Regions from separate parts of the Zea mays genome. Here region 1 is linked to region 2. A link is a contact called in public Hi-C data. All regions are on one chromosome and are shown on one strand. Each heading gives the region's core, a stretch centred on a gene start, on an enhancer-like site or on the middle of the called end of the contact. The rest is flanking DNA. Distances are from core to core; before and after follow the strand shown.

Region 1 (5,087 bases), core at 2,293-4,792, 140 kb after region 2:
TTTTTAATCTGCCTGGCCGAGTCCATAAGAGGATCCGGATCGGGGAAGGATGTCACAACGAGATCGTTTTGTTCTAGCTGATCAGTGACCACCCGACGATCTCGCCGGCCGCTCGGCTCCAAAACCGCAAAACTGCCTTGAAGGCCCATAGGTTTCCTGCTTGCGTTGCGTTGTCAGTCGCCACGCCATCTCCGGCCGGATTAGTTTCCTCTTTGCGCTTACGATCACGAACGCCTCTGGCAGGAATCCATCCCGTCCCGAAGAGAGGGACCGAGCAAGCTAGAGCACGGTAAAGGTTCGCTAGAGCCTCTGTCACATGAACAGCTAGCGTTTGTGACTAATGGCTAAACTAAAAGCATCTTTTTTTCTAATCGAAAGGAAAGCTAACTTTTAGCAACCGTTTACTGTCACGAGTAACACCATGTGTTTCTTGCAACGACTGTCCCAAATATATATTTTTATAATAATCTTACTTAAAGATATAAATATTATTAATATTTCTTTTTATAAATCTAATTAGATTTAACAAAATTTCACCTTTTCAGAATACGAAGCGACACTTATTCTTAGGACGAAGTAAGGTAATAAGGTTGTCCGTAGCAGATCATGTAAACTAAAAGGTTTACAATATAAACTATATTATTTATAAAGTGAAGTTTGAAATAGTGAATATGTCAGGGGAAAGATCCCGGGCCATGGGACCCACCGGTAAGGGAGAGCGTGAGATGCAAGGACCTTCGGCTGCGAGGGATCACCCGTTAGTGAGGAGGCAAGGAAATCGTCTACCTAGAAAGCACTCACACCCGAATAAACCTCAAGGTATGGAGCCCGAAGTCGGGTGTGGCGGAGCAGCAGAGGGAGGGGCAAATTGAAAGGAAACCACTCGAGTGAGTTCCTCGCCTAGCACAAGACCGACCCGCTATAAGTAGCTAGCCGCATTAAGTACGCCTGACACCAGGTCGTAGTAAAGAGCCGGCTCGCCCCCACTCATGACCTGTGCAGCCCCTCGGCTTACAGTGCATTCATGACTTGCGCAACCCTATGTTCAGCGGCGCACTCATGACCTACGAGCCTCTCGGTCCGTGGAGCACTCGTGACCTAATGAGCCTAGGCCTGAGAGCACGAACCGTCCACATGACCCGTAACGTGATGAGCCACGCCAAAACCCTGGCTGCAAAGGCCAAGGGTCGGCGTAGCGTAGAGATAGTAATGATGATGTCAAGGCCCATGCCACCTGTCATAATGAGCGTAGACAAAGACGATAAGGCGCATATGGACAAGCGGCTATGACACGGTAAAGGCACTCAGTTTTACCACGGAATAGTGGCTCCTTCTCAAAGGGGTCATCGACCGCCGACCCCCGCGTTGGCCTATAAAAGGAGGAGGTCGGCCATGAAAATCGAAACAGAAGAAGATGAAAGACAGAAGACACATGCCCGAAGAGACCTGAAGACCTGGAGGCTAGAGCCAAGGTTTAGCATAGGACTCCAGTTGTGTAGTCTTTTACGCCCACTCTCTCATAAGAGACTTGGGAGCCTTTCCTCCATCTTTCGCCCACTTGTAACCCTACTAGAGCATCAAGCAAAAGAGGTGTCGATAGCATGAGCCACAAAAGACTGGATGTAGGGACGTTCTGCCCAAACCTGTATAAACCTTACGCCCACCGAGCACGCCGTCCAGATCCCACAATACGCACATAGAAATTTACTTGTCGGAGCGGAGATTCAAAATATCGGCATGATGAGATAAGTGATGTGAGGTTATCTCCAGTAGATCCCCTATCTTTTCCCCTATTTCATACTTCACTCTGCAAACATGTCAAGCAGTGTCATCTATAGTTCGTGTCCCCTATTTTATACTACCCGGAGACAGTCTGATAGAATAGTTGTTGGAGATAGCCTTAGAACGCATCTTACCGAGCTTCTAAAATAGCTTCTAGACCGAACTTTAAAAGAAATCTCGTCGAGCATATTTTTACCGAGAAGTAATTATATTATAATTCCGTGGAGTAATCTCTACTCCTATAAAACACCAATTTTCTTGATTTTCATCATTGTTTCTTTCAAAAAAGCTCTTATACTTCTTTCTAATCTAATCCGCGGTCCACCGTTGTCGTGTGTTGTCAAATGACATGAGTTGTTACCTCCCAGATAAGCCGTGAGAAAACACTCAATCCCGACACGACGCGAAGCCATATGCAATGCAATGCTCCTGTATAGTACCACCCCGCTAGCTGAAGAAGGACGAGCAAACGAGTTACATATAAAAAGGGGACAAATCTCCTTTTCAACCCATATTTCTTTGCCTTTCGGTACTCCTTTAAAAGCACCAGTTTTTTAGTTTCCACCGTCATTCCTTTTGCAAAAAAGTCCTTGCACTTCTTTCTAATATAACGTGCGGTCCATCGTAATTGTGCATCGTCATAACGTGGACGTTACCTCCTAGATGGATCGTGAAAAAACACCAAGCCCAACACAACACGAAGATACACCTCGCTAGCTGAAGGAGAATAGCGGCCGAGTTAGATATAAAAAAGGGACAAGTCTCCTTTTTCAACCCATATATTTTTCGGCCTTTTGTCTAAGATAAAGCAATATTTACAGTTTAATATTTTGGTATGTGGGTCATATGTCCATTTTTTTGAGAGGGTGCACTTTAATTTTAATTTTTTGTAGGGAGTGTCTATCACACTGGCTTACCACTTGACTCTCACGTGTCGTACAATAATTACTATATCATCAAATATAATTAGTGTGACATCACAATGTACAAGCATTATATTAAACATAGTCATTTTTTATACTCCCCTCCGAACCAAATTAGTATCTATTTTAGCTCTTGGTTTTTATGTTTATATTCTGGGTGGTGATGAATTTAAATATATGTATAAGACACCTACACCAAATGATGTATAAATCCATTAAAAAACTAATACGAATTTTAATTTGGGACAGAGAAAGTGTAACTTTTATTTTAGCACCACTATGTTTTGTTTTGATAGCATGCAATAGGCTCTGGTTGGAATACATTAAAGCAAGTGTACCTGCTAGCCAACCTCCGTTTCCAAATAATACTTAATATAAAATAACATTTTATTAAAGTACTTTTGATATTTTATTATAAGAATAAAATTCTAGACATATTTAAACAAATTTTATTTTTTTGCGTCTAAAAATATATCACCATGGTAATCATGTTTTGATCGCAACTGTCACGTGTGTGTGGTGGTGGTGGGGGTCGTACTCTTTTTCCTCTCTTTAATAAATAACTATATAATGGGATTTTGCTTCGGTAAAAGAGGAGATATGGTTGGACCTAACCATGGTGGCGAGGAAAAAAAGATGACTGCGCCGAAGCGAGCCGGGGCCGCAGCAGCAACAGCACACACGCGAGGCGGCAGGAGGAGAGTGGCGCGGGCCCCACCGCAGCTATCTCCTTTGGCGTCTCTGTCCAGTAGTGCGTCAGCGTCGCTTCCGATTATTTAAGTAGCACGGCCACGGCTAGCTACCATCTCCCCAACTCCGCCTCCCAAGTCCCACCCCCACTCCCTCGCTCACCAGAGGAACTAGCGGACCAGGCAAAGCCGAGCCGCACCGCAACCGCGAAGATCTTGCGTGGCCTCCTTTTCCCAGCTCGTCACTGTGCCGCTCGTGCCCTACACTCCCGGTCCGCCCAACCAATAATCCATCCATCCATCCATCCACCACCACCCCGCTGCGGCGATGTGCGGCGGCGCCATCCTCTCGGGTTTCATCCCGCCGTCCGGGGTGGCGGCGGCGGCGGCGGCGGCCAAGAAGCAGCAGCAGCAGCAGCAGCGGTGCCGTGTGACTGCGGACCTGCTATGGCCGGGGCCCGGCAGTAAGGGAGCTCCCCAGGACAAGGAGGAGGACTTCGAGGCCGACTTCCGCGAGTTCGAGCGCGGCCTCGGCGAGGATGACGTGGACAGCGCCGGCGAAGGCGGCGACCCCGAGGTCCAGGAGCTTCCTCCGCCGGAGCCGACGAGGTTTGCCTTCGCCACCGCGGCCAAGGCGGCAGTTGGTGAGCACCGCATTAAAGTCGCTACTTCGTTTTCTCCTTATATGTATATCGCGCGCGCGCACAATCGCACACACACACTTCTTGGACGGGCGAAAGAAAGATGCCTCTTTTGCGGCGCTGTTTCTCGAATCTCCTTTGGTTGTTGATGAGATAGCCGAGGTTCCTTTGCGGTGCAGCCAAGCAGGGAAATTTTGTCTTCATTTCTCTGGTTAGCCTTTAGCCATGGAGTGGGCAAGGCTGTTCAATTCTCTGGCTTAGCCTTTTCAGCCTTGGTATTTTGTATGCAATCCGCTAGCTTCTCAGTATGGAGTGATATATGCTACGAACTGTGAAATTATTTACTATACTAGTTCTTAATGTAGTCCATGTGCTTTGCTCTGTGTTATGCCTAGATCATTGTGTTAGCTCGGGATTTAAGCAAGGCGGATTTGTTGAATTTTTTTTGTATATATATATTATACGATTAGCACAAATGATCTATTGAGCGATTATGAAAATAAGTACTTATTTATGTTAGGGCGTGTTGAGTTTAGTTGTGTTGGAATTGGCCATCTTATTCCGAATATGATGTTTAGTTAAGTTGAGAATAATTTCTGGAATTTTTCCCTTGCTAACTGTTATCTCCTTATATAGATCCTTCAGGTCGAAGCTTCTTTATTATCTGTCAACTTTATTTGTTTAGATCCGGGTTAGATAAGAATTTAAGCGCTTCTAATTTACACGATCATGATTCTGAACTTGATTAATTAAGTAGGTAAGGAGGCCAAAAGGGTATTCTAACCTGTAGTATTTGAAGATCTTGATGGATCTTCATAGCTGACTCTTCTTCTTTTTTTCCTGAGAGAATGACATTATTTATGCTTCAGCCTCTTTGTTGTTTGCTACTTTTTCTCCAATTCAGCAACCCGAACAAACTACCCTACAAACAAGTAGAGTAGCTATTCGTTGATTACAAACAAACAAACAATTCATGCTAGATACGTTTTGTTGAGACGGACTGACTGATAGACGACAGTCTTTTTATTATAGATGGCGTGATGACTCCTCCT
Region 2 (4,942 bases), core at 1,066-3,565:
CATTATAGAATCTGAGTGTTTGAATCTAATTCTCATTTTTAAGAGATCCAAACAGGGCCTAACAACAGCATGAATTTGTTGCTGAACTAGGAGAAGCAGACAAAAATGAACAATCCGAAGAAAATATAGCTACTTTTCTATGCAGCCATCTCCAAGAAAACATGATCTAGTGTGCAAATAGTAATACTCTGGTTATTTGAAGAGATGCAGTTACTGGACAGGGAAACTATCTACCTTTGAGTGAACTGCTTGAGCAAGTTTTTCACCAATAGGAACTTCCAGATATACCTGTATTCAGAGTATGGTTATCGGCAATTGTAAAAGTGTTAAAGAGTTGGACCCATGTGGCAGTACAGTCAAGATATTCCATATGCATTCCTAAATGAAGCAAAACTCTTTTGTAGGAACATTGCTTTCCGTATAAATTTACATGATCTAAACAGAACATTTTATGTATAAGATAGGATACATGGGACAGTCAGGTACTCTTTTTTGTATTGAGCTATTCAGAACTGGATTCAGCGCTAGTACTTAACCTATTCAAGTAGTTGCTTCATTTGTAACATATAAGACGAGACAATCACTAAACAAACACACTAGCATAGAGACTTCAGGTTCATACAATAGAATTTAACAAAACATCATATGTTGTTGTACAAGTAATCCCAATGTTCATATCGTGATGCAGCTAGAAACTGATGCTGATATCACATCCTGGTATTTGTGGTTTAATTAGCAGCTAAATGCACTGCAAGCTAGCATATTGACTAACAAGTAATACAGCATTTAGCCATTTACACACACTATAGTAGAGCTTACTATTGTTGGGAATGGTGGGCTGATAAGAGTGCTAAATGCCTGCGGATCAGAGACATCGGCGTCCCCCCATACAAGTGAGCCAATCTCCTTCTCATCCTCGAGCTGCTGGCCCTGGATGTACAAGAAGTTAGGTTGCACCACCCGCTGCGCCTCGAGGAACTGCTCTGGTGTAGGATTGAACAGGGTGTGGACCTGCATTCAGAAGCCCCTTCATTCAGCTAACAAAGAAAGGCGAGAAACAGCAATGAACGCACTCAAGCAAGGAGCACACAGTTGACCTCCAATCGCCCAGCCGAGCTGAGCTCCGGGAACGGGTAAGCCGGCCGCGGCCGCTTCGCCTCCAGCCCAGACCTCGCTGCTGGTGTGCGGTTCTCAGCATACTTCCCACACAGCACCGCGAGGAGCGCACAGTTGTTCCTCGAGAAGCTTTGGATTTGAGACATGACTGGCCGGCCGGAGCCTTCCCGACGGCAGCCAAGCAGGAGAAAAACCTCCCCTCGAAATCAACCCCACTTCTTCATGCACCAAACCCTGCGACACAAAAACTGGATCAGGAATCCCCCAAAATCCGACCAAATCCGCAGCGAAACCCACGAATATGAGCGGGCGGCCTTACCAAGACGCGATTTTGCGGCGTAATCGGCGGCGGCACGGCCTCAATCGACGGCCGGACGCGACCGGGAAGGGGGTGGATTCGGTGCGGGTGAATGGGGAAAACAGAGGGTAAAGTGCGCGAGAACACACGGAGCCCTAGAAGACGATTCGCGGAAATAGCTACTGCAACAACGCGAAAGCAAATCCCAGTGCGGAGGCAATAAAAAAGAGGAGTCGTGCTTGTGGTGGTGGCGAATCGGCCCACGCCCCCATCACGATCCAGACAAACACACACGGCGCAATCCACAGGGGGGGAGAGGCGGAAAAAAATCTCTCTCCAAGAACCGGTACAAGAACTGAAGCGGGATTAACCGGAGACGGCGACCACGGGGATCGGGCGGGCGGGCCTCATTAGCAGCGGCAACCAACCAACTGGCAACAATCCCGCACGCATCACAGAGGCAGAAACTTTGGAACAGTCTCGGCTCGACCAGGGAGGCGTCAAGATTGGATTTTTGACGATGTGTGGGGAGGCCAGTCCGGAGATTCTCGCGGACTTTTCCTCCTCGGATTTTCGCCCTGCCCGCCTGCCTGCTCACATGCTCGCAATCACACGCATCGCTCAGCTTGATGAGTTGATGTGTGCCTGCTCTCTGCGGGTGCTGGTGTGTTGTTTTCCCTGCGCTTTTTCGTTTTCTCCTTTTCCTCCTCCGCTTCATTACTGCTGCAAGCCGGGGGACGGACGGAGGAAAAACGCGGATTAAAAGATTAGGAATTTCGGGAGCAGGATTGGTGAGGGGGCGAAATAATCTCTTTCTGGGAGAATTGTTTTTGCCGGGATCGGAATATCGGATGCTGCGACTGCTTTTGGTGTGCATGTATGTGTTCGGTTGGTGTTGGTGCAGATCGATTCGGTGTGGCCTGTGGACTTGTGGTGTGGTGTAGGGGTTGTGATCGGGGATCCGGCTTGGCGCTGGCGCGGTTCGAGACTGCAGGGTGCCAGAGTTGTTGTGCGTCGGAATTCGGATGCGTGCATCGGGTACCGCAGCTCGCGGTCGCGGCGGCTACATGGATAATGGATGTGCAAAATAATTTGTTTACTATCTCTATCAGCAGGGAGGGAGGGACTAATATGGTCCTAAGGCATCTGGTTTTTTTAGAACTTTGTTTCGGTTTTTTATTTTAAAACACTTCGGTTCTCGAGACATCAGAAACTGATCGATTTTATAGAAAATGAAAAATCGAGGAGTTTGGTTTCGGTTTTTCAGTAAAAACTGAATACTAAACTAATACTCAACACAACACATAAAATAAGTTTATATGATAGATTACATATAACTTTAAAAAATAAAAATTATATATGTACAAATATTTAAAGATACATCATACATCACATAAAAATAAGTGAATAACAATTTCATTGCATCACACATTTAGTTCACATAATCGAATGGTCAAATTTTAGAAATGATAAAGTTTGGTATTTCGGTTCGGTATACGGTGAAAATCGATTACGATACCGAAAACGAACCAAACTACTGAAAATACCGAAATTTCGGTTCGATTTTCGATTTATGGTAAAAAAAATGTGTCCACCCTTATATGGCCCGGTATTGTTTGGCCAATATATATCCTATCCCTAGCGCAACGCAAACAACATACTCCTCTCACCTCCCACCCACCCACCCAACCCCCGTCCGCGCAGGCGTAGATGCACTCCTCCAACTGTGTCCTTCGCCACTACTCGCTGGTGCCTATGATCGGCTGTCATTGCCCACCTAGCCCTAATCGCGAGGTCGCGACCTTGCCGGTGCTCGCTGGTGACTCGTAGCTGGTGCTTCATACCCGCGCCCCGCGACGCCTACATGTACCTCATGCCCCATCGCCCATCGATGCCCCTTACAACTGTGTCCGTCGAAGTCCGGACACCGATCGGACGGTACCAGTTGGCTATAACCACCCAACCATTAGGTGGCCAAAGGCTCCTTCGCCATACGCGGCTGCGCCGGTGCCTATAGTTGGCCAAACGGGCGGCGTGGCCCAACACGCCCTAGCACGGTTAGGTAATCGGGTCGTGCCGAGCCGGCCCACGTGCCAAAGCCACGGGGCAAGCACGACACGGTAGCCCACTAACTATGTCGAGCCGGGTCATTTGCATTGTGTACCTATTGAATAAATGGTGTAAATAGGTAAAAAAAGGATATGGAGGGGCTTGAACCGTGTCCACCCAGCTACGAACACAAGGCGTGCTCTGCTAGCCAGTACGCCCTACTGCTCGCTAGTGCCTGTGACCGTGGGGCGTCATTGCCCACCAAGCCCTAGCCCTAATCGTGAGTTCATGACCTTGCTGGTGCTCGCTGGTGACTTGTAGCTGATGCTTCATGCCCGCGGCGGTGACGCCTACATGTGCCTCATGGTCGTCGCCCACTGGTGCCCCTTAGAGCATCTCCAACATATCCTAAAAATATATCTCCCAATAAACATGAATTGGGATGTCCTTAAAACGCACGTAGCAGCAGTAGCCGTGTGGTGGGTATCGGTGATTCCCGCGGTGCCTCCCTCTGCCCTATGATTCCCCTCCCGCTGTCGTCGTTCACGACCAACCCGCTGGTGGACCTCTGCACGCTGACGGCGAACCCCGCTGTCGCATCGTCGGGATATACCTTCGAGCTCATAGTTAGGTAATTAGGTCGTGTCGAGCCAGCCCGTGCCAAAGCCGCGGCTCAAGCATGACACAACAACCCACTAACCATGTCGGGTCGGCCCGTTTACACTACGTACCTATTGAATAAATGGTGTAAATAGGTAAAAAGGGACATGGAGGGGGCCTCAAACCGTGCCCCGCCCAGCTATGACCACAAGGTGTGCTGTGCTAGCCAGTACGGCCCTTGTTGATCGGTGTCATATTGAAGATAGGTTTCGTATATATATGTATAGCAATAATTCTAAAATAAAAAATATAATCGGGTCGGGCCGGTCCGACACTGTGTGCCGAGGATGCGGGCCAAGCACGGCACGGCTCTCGTGACGAGCCAACATAGGCCCATTTTCTATGTGTCGGGTCATGCTTGAACACTATTAAATGGGTCGTGCCTCGGGCCAGCCCACCAGGCATGGTCCATTTAGCCATCTATAATGGTGCCCGCTTGTCCGGTGGTGTAGGGGTGCCATATGAGGATGCTGGAGTTCGTAAACTTGGCTTCAATATGTTTGATGATTAATCGTCTCCTTCCTCGTTGAGATGTCCAATGTCGGTGGTAATCAGCCCAAGGAACAATTTGTTGTCTGGCTTGAATGAGTAGTCACCAACAAAGGGTGTCACGGTTCCCATTATTCTTTAAGAATAATTCAACTAGCAAATTTTTGTAGTACAACCAAAGTCAACTAGCAAAATTTGTGTTGTGTTGTATTAGCAACATCTTGATTTTGCTCCGTCCTCCGCCACTGTCTAGCAGCCTCCCTATCCTATCCCTATCTTACTCTCTATTTCAAATTTTAGTCTATAAATAGTGCAATATACATTGCAAAC

What was found. A called contact is a pair of places that touch in the nucleus more often than the background predicts.
Region 1: a contact with region 2 is called in a Hi-C map of endosperm, with 4 times the contacts expected there. The contact joins the promoter of LOC100284306 here to the promoter of LOC100279908 in region 2. A contact is called at or near these places in 5 of 25 Hi-C or Micro-C datasets (bundle sheath, ear, endosperm and 1 more).

What each region holds. Positions count from the first base shown.
Region 1 is chr7:125,573,717-125,578,803 of Zm-B73-REFERENCE-NAM-5.0, forward strand. It overlaps LOC100284306 (Ethylene response factor), which reads left to right and starts at 3,543. Exons shown (of 3, transcript NM_001157201.2): 1 at 3,543-4,038; 2 at 5,068-5,087. The coding sequence starts at 3,723.
Region 2 is chr7:125,436,746-125,441,687 of Zm-B73-REFERENCE-NAM-5.0, forward strand. LOC100279908 reads right to left here and starts at 2,316. Exons shown (of 16, transcript NM_001358052.1): 1 at 1,436-2,316; 2 at 1,098-1,350; 3 at 820-1,011; 4 at 235-288. The coding sequence starts at 1,262.